Regions from separate parts of the Mus musculus genome. Here regions 1 and 2 are each linked to region 3. A link is a contact called in public HiChIP or PLAC-seq data. All regions are on one chromosome and are shown on one strand. Each heading gives the region's core, a stretch centred on a gene start, on an enhancer-like site or on the middle of the called end of the contact. The rest is flanking DNA. Distances are from core to core; before and after follow the strand shown.

Region 1 (3,950 bases), core at 190-2,689, 590 kb after region 3:
CAAATCCTAAGGAGGCTGGGGATATGCAGCCCTCAGCTGCCTCCAGTGTCCACCCCCAGTAACTATGCTCTTCAGAGCAAAGGCCCTGGGTAGTGAGCTATAGCCAAAGAGAAAAGAGATGAAAGATACAGCAGCTAATGAGTGTGTCCGCACAGATGTGGGTTTGCGGATTTCATTTGGGGCTTGTGCTTGAATTCTGCTATTTAAATATTTGAATTCTGCTGCAAGGGTTGTGCTTTAATACAGAGCCCAGGATTTTTTCATCTACAGTTTGGAATCCATGAGTCATTTTCATAGGTCAGAACCATGCTGTCTCAGAAGTGCAATGGTCAGGACTACAGAGTGGGTAAAGAACCATTTCATGAAATTTATCAGTGGGATATATGTGCGTGTGTATGCATGTGGGCATATCTATAGTGTGTATTGTATATATGTGTATGTATATGTATGTGTATGTATATGTATATGAGGGGCTATGTGTGTGAGGGTGCATATGTGGGGGGAATGTGTGTATATATGTGTATGTATGGGGATATGTGTATATGGGTGTATCTGGGTGTGTGCCTATGTATATGTGTGTATACCTGTGTGTATGTGCCTATGTCTGTGCCTGTGTGTTCATATGTATACCTGTGTGTATCTGCATATGTGTGCCTGTGTGTGGATGTCTGTGTGTGTGTATCTGTGTATGTGAGTTGTGTGCCTGTGAATGTGTGCCTCTGTGTGTGTGAGTGTGTGTGTGTGTGTGTGTGTGTGTGCATGTTATGTTGTAAACTATCTCACCAGTGACAAAGACAAAATTGAAGAAGACAATAGCTGCTATGGTTTCTAATAGAGAATGGGTGTTATGCCTTTATGGCTTTCTATTTTTGCTGTCTTCTCCTGGCATCTGGTTGCCTTCACTAGATGACGTCAGAATAAATAGGATGATCTTTTCCAGCCTTCGTTGCTCTATTATAAATATTCTCTATATTCATATAGTACGTCAATAAATACATAAAACCTTTAAGTTCTTTGTGGTCACACGTCATATTAACAGACCACATTAATCTACACTCTAAGCCATTTCTGGGTGTTATTCAGTCCTCCACAGCCAATCTATTGCTCAGTGAACACACGGGATGCTGAGCAGCCCGATGACCACTCATTTCCAAGTTACAAGAGCACCACCTTCTGGTAAAACGTTTTCGTAGAAGGGGGCGTCTTAAGGATCTACTAAAACGATAGAATTCTTCTATCAAAAAAAAAAAAAAAGTTAAAGTGCAGCCACGTTAACAATTTTTTTTTTTTTTTGATTTTCTGACTTCGTTTGATTCTTCTGGGAAGGGTCCTCCTGCTCTTCAGCAGCCGAAGGGTCTGTAACCCCTTCCGGCTCTCCTTAAGCTCGGCGGGTTTCAAGTTTCAGCCCCGCCTTGCATTCCAGCCTGCTGAGACTCCCAGGATCGTCCAAAATGGAGCCTTTCGCTGCCTACCCATTAAAATGTTCCGGGCCCAAAGCAAAGATATTTGCAGTTTTGCTCTCTATGGTTCTGTGCACCGTGATGCTTTTTCTCCTTCAGTTAAAATTCCTGAAGCCGAGAACCAACAGCTTCTACTCCTTTGAAGTAAAGGATGCCAAAGGAAGGACCGTGTCTCTGGAAAAGTTCAAAGGCAAAGTAAGTCTTCCGGCTTTTATTTCTGTTGTTCCTTGGCCCTGACACTTATTCTCAGCATAGAGTGGGGTTCGGCACAGCCATAAGTTGGAATGTAGTCTTCAAAGTAATATCGTTAGTGGTCCTTTTAGTTATCAGAATTCTAAGAGCTTTAAACTTCCACTCCACAAAGCAACTGTTTTTCTCGAAAGCTGTCTTCTCTTTTGTGAGGAAACGATGCTGTATTATCTAGGAGATGCTTTGAGACCCGCTACTAAGAGTGTTCTTTACATAACCTAACTAAAACTTTGTCACAGTCTTCGACCATTCATTTGGGTTATGGTTTTCAATAAAGTTGGATCTGTCTAAAAATATGGAATCTATCAGACTTCGTAGTCTGCCAAAATGGCTTAGGATTTTAGCTGTATGAAGATTTTTTTTTTAATCTTTTGCTTCTCTTTCCGGTGGGTCTTTTTTTTTTCTTTTTTTCTTTTTCCGGGAGGCTTCCCTGGTTGTAAACGTGGCTAGTGACTGCCGCTTCACAGACAAGAGTTACCAGACTCTCAGGGAGCTACACAAGGAGTTCGGGCCCTATCACTTCAACGTCCTGGCTTTTCCGTGCAATCAGTTTGGAGAATCGGAGCCCAAGTCCAGCAAGGAGGTAGAATCTTTTGCGAGACAGAACTACGGAGTCACATTCCCCATCTTCCACAAGATTAAGATTTTAGGGCCGGAAGCAGAACCTGCGTTTAGATTTATTGTTGGTAAATATCTACTCTGCCTCAATGTTGTTCATTCTTCTCATTTCATACATTACATATGAATGATATAGAGAAAGATAAATAGATACTTTTAGGGCTAGAGCTCATATTTCGTTTATTTTACTGGGAAGTTTTCATAAAACTGTCAAGGATCCAGAACCTCGCCCTTTGCCACTTTCTAACTCGATGTTCTGACTTCTGGGATGGTAAAGAATTCTACTTTGATATGTTTTTACTCCTGTGACCATCATGGTGAAGGCCTAATGTGAAGCGTGGCCATGCCTGCTTTCCCAGATACTTCAACTCTCCAGTAATCTAACTGCCCTTTGGGGCAGTCTCCCTGCCTTGTACTAATGCTGCACACTTCAGGGATACCTGATGGCAGCACATCATTAACTGAGTATGTCTTTATGCTTACTTTTATGGTGGCCTCTTTATCTGAGTCATTATCCTCAAGGTTGACCTGTCAGTTTGCCAGGGTTTTGCAGAGATCCAAAGCAAAATAACTTATTTTCAAAACCCAGTCATGTGAGGGTTCCTCTATAATTAAAGTAGCCACGGGAATCTATTTCCACGGCCATCTATTTAAAGCAAGCTAAAGCACTTGTAAGACAATGAACAGGAACCCTGTGGCTTTTATTTCTGGGGTATACAGAAAAGGTAGGACAGGAACTCTTTCTTGAGCAAAGCATCCAAGTAAAATCTAACAAGAACTCTGTCAAACACTATAGCTCTACAGCTCTACAGCTCTTACTGGGAGCGGGGGGGGGGGGGGGGGGGGAAGGGGGGGAGCTTGTGGAACCTAACTCACCTCATATAACCAAAAATGCGACAAACAGTATGTGAGATCTCACTGACCGTAGACAGGAGAGTAAGAACCTAGAGGTAAAGTCTAGATTCCGGAAGAAGGTATCAACTCTGCCTCCACCACTGACCAGCTACAAATCATCAACTTTAGGCCTTCACTTGTCTCCTACACAGAACATTGAGGATAGCAATGCCCACCTCTGGGGGCTGTGAGAACAAGCTGAATGCTGAGCGTGCTTGGCTAGGCACAGAATCGGGACTTAATGATTTTAGTTTTAGTTGATGTATCTTTTTTAAGAGATATTTTTATTTTTATGTATATGAGTGTTTTGCCTGCGTGTATGTCTTTGTACTTGTGTGCCTGGTTTCCAAGGAGGCCAGAAGAGGGTACCCAGTCACCTGAAACTGGAGTCACAGGCAGTTGTGGGCCACCACATGGGTGCTGGGGATCCAACCCAGGTCGTCTGCAAGAGCGGCACTCACTCTTGACCACAGAACTATCTCTCCAACCCCTAGTTAACATCTCTTTTTCTCATATTCATCAATATTAGGGACACAGATCCCGAATTATATAAATGAAAACATTTACATTAAGATTTATCAAAAGACTATTGTTGTTTTTCAGTGGTTATCTCAAGTCCCCTACCATTTTCAGCTATTTCATTCATAGCAATATTTGAAACCTTAGTACATTAAATATGAAAGATCAGTTCATACACTCCTATTACCAAGGACTTTAGAATATTTTATA
Region 2 (3,794 bases), core at 1,204-3,703, 550 kb after region 3:
CCCCCAGAAGCCAAGCCTGTCAACTGTGTCTCCACCGCCTTGAGCCTGTGCAGATTCAATTCAGGCAGCCACAGCTGCTGTGAGCCCATGCACAGGGACCCTGTGTGACAGTTTCTGACCTCTGGCTCTTAAAACCTCCCAGCCCTGCTTCCTCAACGGTCCCTCCTACTCCTGTTGTTTGTTTGTTTATTTGATTTGTTTTTTGTTCTTGTGTCTGAATTGGTAAAATGTTTATACATTCTATTTTCTCTCATTTTATTTTTTTTATTGGATATTTTCTTTAGTTACATTTCAAGTGTTATGCCCTTTCCTGGTCCCCCTCCCACCAGAATCCCACTATCCCATCCCCCTTCCCCCTGCTCCTATAAGGATGTTCCCCCCACCCACCCACCCACCCATTCCCAGCTCCCTGCCTTGGCATTCCCCTACACTGAGGCATCGAGCCTTCATAGGACCAAGGGCCCCTCCTCCCACTGATGCCCAACAAAGCCATCCTCTGCTACGTATGCAGAGGGGGCCATGGGTCCTTCCATGTGTGCTCTTTGGTTGGTGATTTAAAGCTTAAAAATTACCATTCCATTGTGGATGGGAACAAGAATAAGTTGTCTGTCTTCTGTTGTTAGGGGTAGGACCTTTTAAACTAATGTTTCTCCCCAAGGAATTAACAGTATGATTCATAGGGTAAGCCTTGGTAAAGGTGTGGCTCTCATCTAGAACAGCCTTTCTTTCAAATGTTTTGACATACTATCAAAATTAGTGTTATATAGCAACATTATACCTAGCCATTTACACATAATTTATAGTAGGTTATATAGAAAAGAGTATGTCTACAATAAAAGTTTCACAAAATCACATTTATTTTTCCATCTGTCTCATCTCTATAGGGTATTCAATTCTACTATGCTATTTCATGTTTTTGGGTTTTGGTGGTGGTCGGTTGGGTTGGTTGGTTGGTTGGTTGGTTGGTTGGGTTGGTTGGTTGGGTTGGCTGGTTGGTTGGTTGATTGGTTGGGTTGGCTGGTTGGTTGGTTGAGAAGGTTTAATGAAGATTTACAACTTTGTAAGGCATTTAAAAAAATTACAAATGCAGAGATCATAAGAGCCAGAAGGCAGAAGGGCTGTGAAATGCTGACATGTGAGCACAGTTCACCCAAAATAGTCCAGACCCCGTAGCAGCCACGAGAGCTTGCAACAAGCCTGTGCAAGACAGAACCATCAATAGTCAGTCACAGATGAGGCAGATGCTTATGAAGCCCACCCTTCTCTGCTGAACTACTGGCTATCAGTGGATTCTGGGGCAGTCATTGTCTTCAACTGTGCACCCACCAAGAGGCTTACCAGTGTCCAAGGAGTACTTCCAAACCCAACTTCATGTAAACAATCCTGGTTAAACACAGTGAGTCTTAAAACAAAAAGGCATGAATGTGGGGCTGGAGCAGTGGCCCCCTGGTTAAGAGCACTGGCTGCTCTTACAGAGTTTAGTCTCCAGCACCCACAGGGCAGCTCACAACCATCCAGTTCCAGGGGATCTGACATGCTCTTCTGATCTCCAGAGGGCATGTGCATGATGCGTATACATACAGGCAGGCAAAACACTCTTGCACATAAAATAAAAATAGATAAATAAATCATCCGAGGTGGTAGGGAGAACACCTTTAATTCCAGCACTTAAGAGGCAGAATTCCGTGAGTCTCGGGACAGCCATAGGTACACAGAGAAACACTGCCTTGAAAATAAATAAATAAATAAATAAATAAATAAATAGATCTTTACACACACACACACACACACACACATACACACACCATGGATGTGAGAAGGAAATGGAGGGAAGCAGGGATAATAGCAGTAAGAAGGGATTTAGAGATGGTCAGGGCTACCACAATCCAGTACACTTTGCATATGTATACATGTATGAAACTGTTAAAGAATAAACTCAATAAATATTTTTTAAAAGGGTTGTCTGAGTGGCTGAAGATGTGGCTTCATGGTAGAGTGTTTGCCCATAACAGAGACAGGACAGTGTGGAGAAAATGAACAGGAACATATTGGTTCCCTAGTTCCTACAGATCAGAAAGAGTGAGACCACTGAGGAACAGAGAGGTGTCCTGGGGCTGTCTGGAGCTACGCCACAGACAGCAAGTCTGTATGACAGGAAACTGTGTGAGAGAAACCCTCCCCCCAAAAAAGTCATGGTATTAGCGCGACCTAGCTTTATACATACTAGTTTTATATATACTAGATTTCCGTATGTCTCCTCACACAAAAGCATAGGTTTCAAGGGAAACAATGTCACCTATGTATTCTCTACATTCCCATAAACATAAGATAAATAAAAGATGCACAAAAATAAAGGGTGAGCACATAAGTTCCTGGGATCAATCGGCAGGCAGGGCCAAGTGGAGAGCGGGAAACAGGAACTCTATCAGAAGCACAAGCTGTTGATAAGCTCCCTCTGCAGCCTCCTCAGCCAGCATTTTCATCTTATCGCCAGGGCGGGGTAGAAGGAGATACAACAACTCCTTTATCATTCCAGAAGGTTCTGAGGACAGAAGTGGGTTCTCCTTCCTCGCCATGAATCTTTGTGTCAAGAAAGATCCCAATAAGAGTTTGTAGAACTAAATTGAGAGAGAATAGCAGTCTGGCTTCTTAGGGCATGGCTCCATGACAGGACACCAGGGTCTGATTCCCAGCAACAACTACAGAAGGAAGGAAGGAAAGAAAGAAGGGAGGGAGGGAGGGAGGGAGGGAGGATAGAGGGACAGAGGGACAGAGGGACAGAGGGACCGACAGACAGAGGGAGAAGTAGTGTGACATGAAGCCAACTAGAGCTGGATCCTCAGCAGAGCCAGGAAGTCTATCTGATGGGGAAGGGGTGTGGGTTGACAAACAGAATTCTCAGCTCTCCAAAGAAAGGTTTGGTATTAGCCCTAACTAACTAACTAACTAACTAACTATATATATATATATATATATATATTTTTTTTTTTTTTTAACAGAGGATGCCTCCTGCTTCTTGGTGGTTTCATAGCACTGTCTAATATTCCGGCTCTCCTTCACACTGCTAGATTCTCTTCAAAATAATCCATGATGCTAAATCTGGAAAAACTGCCAAAGATTGCTGCTGCCTAAAGCACACACATATCCAAGGAAGAGGAACCTGGACACTTTTAAGAGTTAGACAAGAACGATCAAGTTTAGAAACATTTACCTCTGTGTTCTGAGATGGGGGTGTGTGAGGATTTGTTTTTCTGTTGATGTTAAAAAAACCAAAGAATCAGTCTTTGACCAGAGCTTTCCCACTTGGTGGCAGCAAACTTTGCCACGGGTAGGTATGTAGCATTCACTCACCGAAGAACCCACCGGACCTGAACAGCGTGGGGCAGGTCCACAGTGCCACATCATTCTTGGGTGCACCTTGGCCGGTCGCAATCTCCTTTGTCTTAGGTAGCCAGATGAGGGAACAAATCTATAGTGAGGACCACAAAACACCAAATGCTAGCAACTTCTGATGCATGGCGAATGTGCCTAAACTGACTCTAAACTACATTCTGCTCTGTCGCCCATCCTCCAGCCTCAGTGAGGATTGGGTATTTACAGAAATTATATCCACCCTAAGGGGATTCATCCCAAGGCTTCCAAAGACCAAGGCCCCAGTGCAGTGATCCAGGAAATTTAAATGAGTTGTGAGCGCTGGCCAGGGATAGCCAGATTACATACAAGTTTCAGAGTCAAACTGTGGGGAGAAAGCTGAGAAGGAAGAGATGGAGGGAGATAGGGAGAGAAGGAGGGAG
Region 3 (4,300 bases), core at 1,375-3,874:
ATTGGTTTTTTTTACACACACACACACACACACACACACACACACACACACACACACACACGCACACACACACACACACACACACGAGTCATAGTCATTTCAGCTGGAACTGATAGTGTTTCCCAACTACTTTGGGACAGACTTTGAGTGCATCTCATGAATCGAAGATGGAACAAAACCTTTTCCAGTGGTGCTGGGCTGCCTTTTTCCCTCACTCTGTAGCAGGCCGACCCGTGTGCTGTGTCAGTAATAAGGAGAGTGGCTTGGGTTCCACCCATTAGTGATGTACTTGGGTTCTCTACCTGGCCAGAACTCAGCCTGAGAAGTGGAGAGCCAGCTACAGAGGAGACCCTTGGAGACTCCAATCGGACATGCAAACCTACAGTAGCTGCTTGCACAGTGTGGACCTTGTGCCGTGTAAACTTGTATAGTGTGGATCTACCGCACCAATATTTTTTAGAAAGAAGACTTTGGTGTTGGCCAGAGTGACAGAAAAGGGCTCCAGAGCTGTTTTTGAAGCATGCAATAGAATTTGGCTAGGTAAAAGGAGGGGAAAATTATTTTTGGAAACAGATTGTTTCCTAATATCAGAACAATTTATATTAGTATATAATTGTAATAAGATATAAAACATTGGTCAAAATGAGTAACTCCTAATCACATTGGATGAGGTATGATGTCATGACTAAGCTATGGTAGTGAAATTGATGAACATTTTTCAACATCTGGTTTTTTTTCTAGTTGTGCAGCCTAATTGCCAAGAATGCTATAAGCACAGCTGTGTGTGTGTGTGTGTGTATGTTTGTGTGAGTGTGTGTATACTCACTCTTTAAAACAACCCTGTATCCTCCATTCTGCAACTGATGCTGTTGAAACACAGAAAGCAGCCATTTGCCCAATGTCACCTGATGTCTGGTAGTGACAACCTTGTACAATCACCTTGCAGACAAGTCTCTGGGCACACTCTTGAGGGAGTTTTTAGATTGGCTTAAACTGAGGTGGGACAATGCACTCTAACTATGGCTAGCACTAGTCCATGGCCTGGGGTCTCAGATTGAAAAACATAAAAATAGGAGACAGCAATCTGAGGAGCAGTGGATGCTGTGTGACCAGCCGCCTCATGGTCCTGTTACCATGTGTTCTCTGCCGTGGTGAACTGCGTCCCCTCACACCGTAGGCCAGAATAAAAACGTTCATCCCTAAAGTGGCATTTGCCATATTTCTGATCACAGCAATAAGAAACATAATTAGCACAATGAGAAAGCCAGTGAGACACAGAGATAGCTGGGCTTGAACCCAGGCAATCAGACCCCCAGAGTCTATTCTAGTCACACCATCCTGTTTTGCAATTTCTCTGTCGGAAGAGGGGGAGGGGCTGGTGGGATCTTTTGTGGAATGAGCCAATGAACAGACAACTGACCACAATGAAGGCTTAGACTGGCTTAGGCTACCAAGGGAAGGTAGGGGACAGGGATGGCTGGAAAAGCTAGGCACGCTAAGCCAGGTACAATGATGGCACAGGCACGTAATCCTAATGGGAGAGTGTTTGGTTTCAGACCTTGGAACAAGGAACTGAGGTGCATATTTTATACATCAAAGCAGGCCTCCAGGGTCTCTCAACCCTCAAAGTTACCTTCCTCTAAAGGCGTTTGCTTTATGATCCAGACATTTTGGGGGCTCTCCCTCTCTCCCTCCCTCTCCCCCTCCCTCTCCCCCCCCCTCCCTCTCCCCCCCTCTCCCCCTCCCTCTCCCCATCCCTCTCTCTGCCTGTCTCTCCCTCTGTCTCTCCGTGTCTCTCTCTCTCTGTCTCTCTCTCCCATCCCTCTCTCCCTCTCTGTGCCCAGGCCCTTTCTCCCCCCATACTCCACCCCATGATGACTTCCCAGGCCTCAGTCCTTGGGGCCAGCGAACTCACCTGAGAGCAGCTTCCGGATAAACTTGTATTTAATATGACCTAATCTGGTTTGAATAGGCTCATTTCGCCATCAAAGAACTAGCCTATTAGGGAGAGGTAAAGGCAGGAAGGATGCTTGTGAGCTTGGAGTCACTTTGAACTACAGTGTGGCTTTATCTCAAAACAAAACTGCCCAAACAAAACCAACCAGGAACTTGGTATAAAGAAAAGGACTGTCAGACTATCATGAGTCTGTGTTCGCCGCTGATTTATTTCAAGGCAGACTTCATTGCCGCCCTGTCTCCCGAGAAACATGAAGGGACACTAGACTGAAACTAGAACTTGACCTTGGCGAGGCCACTCATGGGAAGGGGCGTGGCTAAAAAAGTAGCTATACATTCTTTCGTCCTTTATTTCCAACCAAGACTGGAGCCATGATTCAGAGGTTTCATCGGTATTGGAAAGCTGAAACTACAAGGTATAAAACTCCCTGGATGGGGGGCTGTGGAAGAGGCACAAAAGGAACCGCAGCTGGGGCAGGAATAAGGTCCTCCCGGTGCTGTGGATTTAACAGGTCTGCCCAATTTCAGAGTCCCCAGCCACTTCAAAGGGGACAGAGTGGGAGAACTTGGATACAGCTAGGAAGTTTAACAAGAAACTTTAGAGCACTGTAGAGAAGAAACCAAACGTGGCTTCTGCCCTGACCACACTGTTGTGTGCTGTGAAACAGGAAGTGGCTGCTGAATGTCCTCCTCACGCGCTCGCTCTCCACCTTCCGGGACAGAAGTTTCCCTGGAAACCCGCCGCGATGGTGAAGCAGATGGAGGGAGGCAGGGTGAAGAGCAAAGACCACATGTTATAAAACGGGAACACTTGCTTTTATACATCGAGTGTGCGTAGTTGGTGCCCCCTTCATGGTTCCAATCCTCCCGATCGTTCGATAGGCCCTCTGTGTACAGTACACTTGCCTCTGACTGATTGTGCCTTCAAGGGAGGGCTCCTCCCATGCCTGCCCCGGGTTTCTACGTGCCTCCATCCTGCTTCAGCCTGGAACATTCTATTAATACTTCTAGCAAGACTCGTTGCTCTTTTTGTTTTTAAATCCTAATCTTCCCCTCTCAGATTATCTTGAAAAGAATCAGCAACGCTTGGGTGTGTCGCTTTGTACATTGAACGGCTGTCTGGTCACCCTGAAGGTGATGTGGTAGACACAATAAAGCAACCCCACTGATCTATATCCTTGTATAATCTTGTCCCCTGGGTATTGGTAGAAACTGTGACTTGCTTCTAAACTGTAAAACAATGGCAAACATGATCAGATGTCACCCTGATGACCATATTTTGTTATAAAAGACTGTCTTGACTGGATGGAAAGGGTCCCTTGCTAGCTTTGAAGATACTGTGTTATGGGAATGCCGTAGAGCAAGGAACTTCAAGAGGATAAGGGTCCCAAACCAACAGCCAGCAGGAAAACAGGGACCTTGGTGTCCTAACCTTAAGGGATAAATTCTGACAACACGGAAGGAGTTCAGAAGCAGGTGCTGGCTTCCCTTTTCAGGTTTCTAGAGGAGCACACCACCCAGCTGACCCCCTGTAGCCCTCGGATACCCTGAGGTCAGGATATAGCTGAGCCGTGTTCAGATGCCTCCCATGGTAGGAAACTCTGAGCTCACAGCAAGGCGAGCTTTTGAAAGGGCTAACTCGGCAGGCACGCAGTAGATAGCCGAGAAAGGCAGCAGACAAGAGATACTCTGGAGATGCTTGGTGATAAGAAGAAATCAGAAAAGACAAGAGACTTTTCAGAGCCTCTTTTAAAGACAGGCGTACTTCACAGAATGCCCCACCCAGCCTGTGCTGTGTCAGTCATGTAGAATTTGCCTTGTATAAACACTGCGACTATGGCTTTGAGGAGATATTTGCGCCAGTCAGGTTTTAGCCAGGAAAGCAGAAATCATTATGCCACTTGAATGATGTAATGCACATGCTCTCTTGAGCAGGCGGTGAGAGCAGACAGCAAGCCTGAGATGAGCATGGCAGCCTAGAGGCTAGCAGCAACTCCGGGGTGAGGGTGGGGGGGTCTAAGCAACCTCCGGGCTCCTCCCTAAGTTCCGTATTTTATATGGTGCTTGTGTGTATGCACAGGTTAAGCATTTTGTTTTGTTTGAGACTGGGTCTGGCTCTGTTGCTCAGGCTGGCTTCACACCCAAGATTCTCTTGCTTTAGCCTCCCAGTAGCTGAGATGACAGGTATATTCCACCGTGGTCTGCTTCAGTTAGGGAACGCGTATGCCTTGTCTTATTATTAGTTGCTTATTATTAGTTGTTTCAGCAGATTCGATTACTGGAAGTCTGAGCTTCCCTACGGTAGCTGAGAAATAAAGCCACGGATAAGAGTCAACAAAATGAC

Evidence for each region. HiChIP or PLAC-seq counts read pairs in DNA pulled down with a chosen protein or histone mark.
Region 1: an H3K27ac HiChIP or PLAC-seq map of extraembryonic endoderm stem cells shows a contact between it and region 3, with 5 times the contacts expected there. The contact joins the promoter of Gpx8 here to the enhancer-like site in region 3. A contact is called at or near these places in 4 of 39 promoter capture datasets (the C10 cell line, cranial neural crest, liver and 1 more), 36 of 484 Hi-C or Micro-C datasets (the C3H10T1/2 cell line, CD4 T cells, the HL-1 cell line and 22 more), 9 of 115 datasets of contacts at active chromatin or transcription factors (the NIH/3T3 cell line, bone marrow-derived macrophages, embryonic fibroblasts and 4 more) and 2 of 9 other capture datasets (adipose tissue and embryonic stem cells).
Region 2: a contact with region 3 is called in an H3K27ac HiChIP or PLAC-seq map of extraembryonic endoderm stem cells, with 3 times the contacts expected there. The contact joins two enhancer-like sites. A contact is called at or near these places in 3 of 115 datasets of contacts at active chromatin or transcription factors (astrocytes, embryonic stem cells and extraembryonic endoderm stem cells) and 1 of 9 other capture datasets (embryonic stem cells).

The regions. Positions count from the first base shown.
Region 1 is chr13:113,043,877-113,047,826 of GRCm38.p6, reverse strand. It overlaps Gpx8 (glutathione peroxidase 8 (putative)), which reads left to right and starts at 1,439. Exons shown (of 3, transcript NM_027127.2): 1 at 1,439-1,655; 2 at 2,134-2,395. The coding sequence starts at 1,452. All of the region lies in intron 2 of Cdc20b (cell division cycle 20B), which reads right to left.
Region 2 is chr13:113,083,605-113,087,398 of GRCm38.p6, reverse strand. It overlaps Cdc20b (cell division cycle 20B), which reads right to left. Exons shown (of 12, transcript NM_001281487.1): 11 at 3,352-3,469. Among named protein-coding and RNA genes, the nearest start is that of Gzma, 15 kb to the left of the region's middle. Within about 2 kb of position 2,453, at least 1 of the 459 cell types and tissues checked has an H3K27ac peak or open chromatin away from gene starts, as enhancers often do. A contact at or near this core is called in extraembryonic endoderm stem cells, where this site is marked.
Region 3 is chr13:113,634,490-113,638,789 of GRCm38.p6, reverse strand. No RefSeq gene overlaps it. Among named protein-coding and RNA genes, the nearest start is that of Snx18, 18 kb to the right of the region's middle. Within about 2 kb of position 2,624, at least 92 of the 459 cell types and tissues checked have an H3K27ac peak or open chromatin away from gene starts, as enhancers often do. A contact at or near this core is called in Th1 cells, adipose tissue, bone marrow-derived macrophages and 1 more, where this site is marked.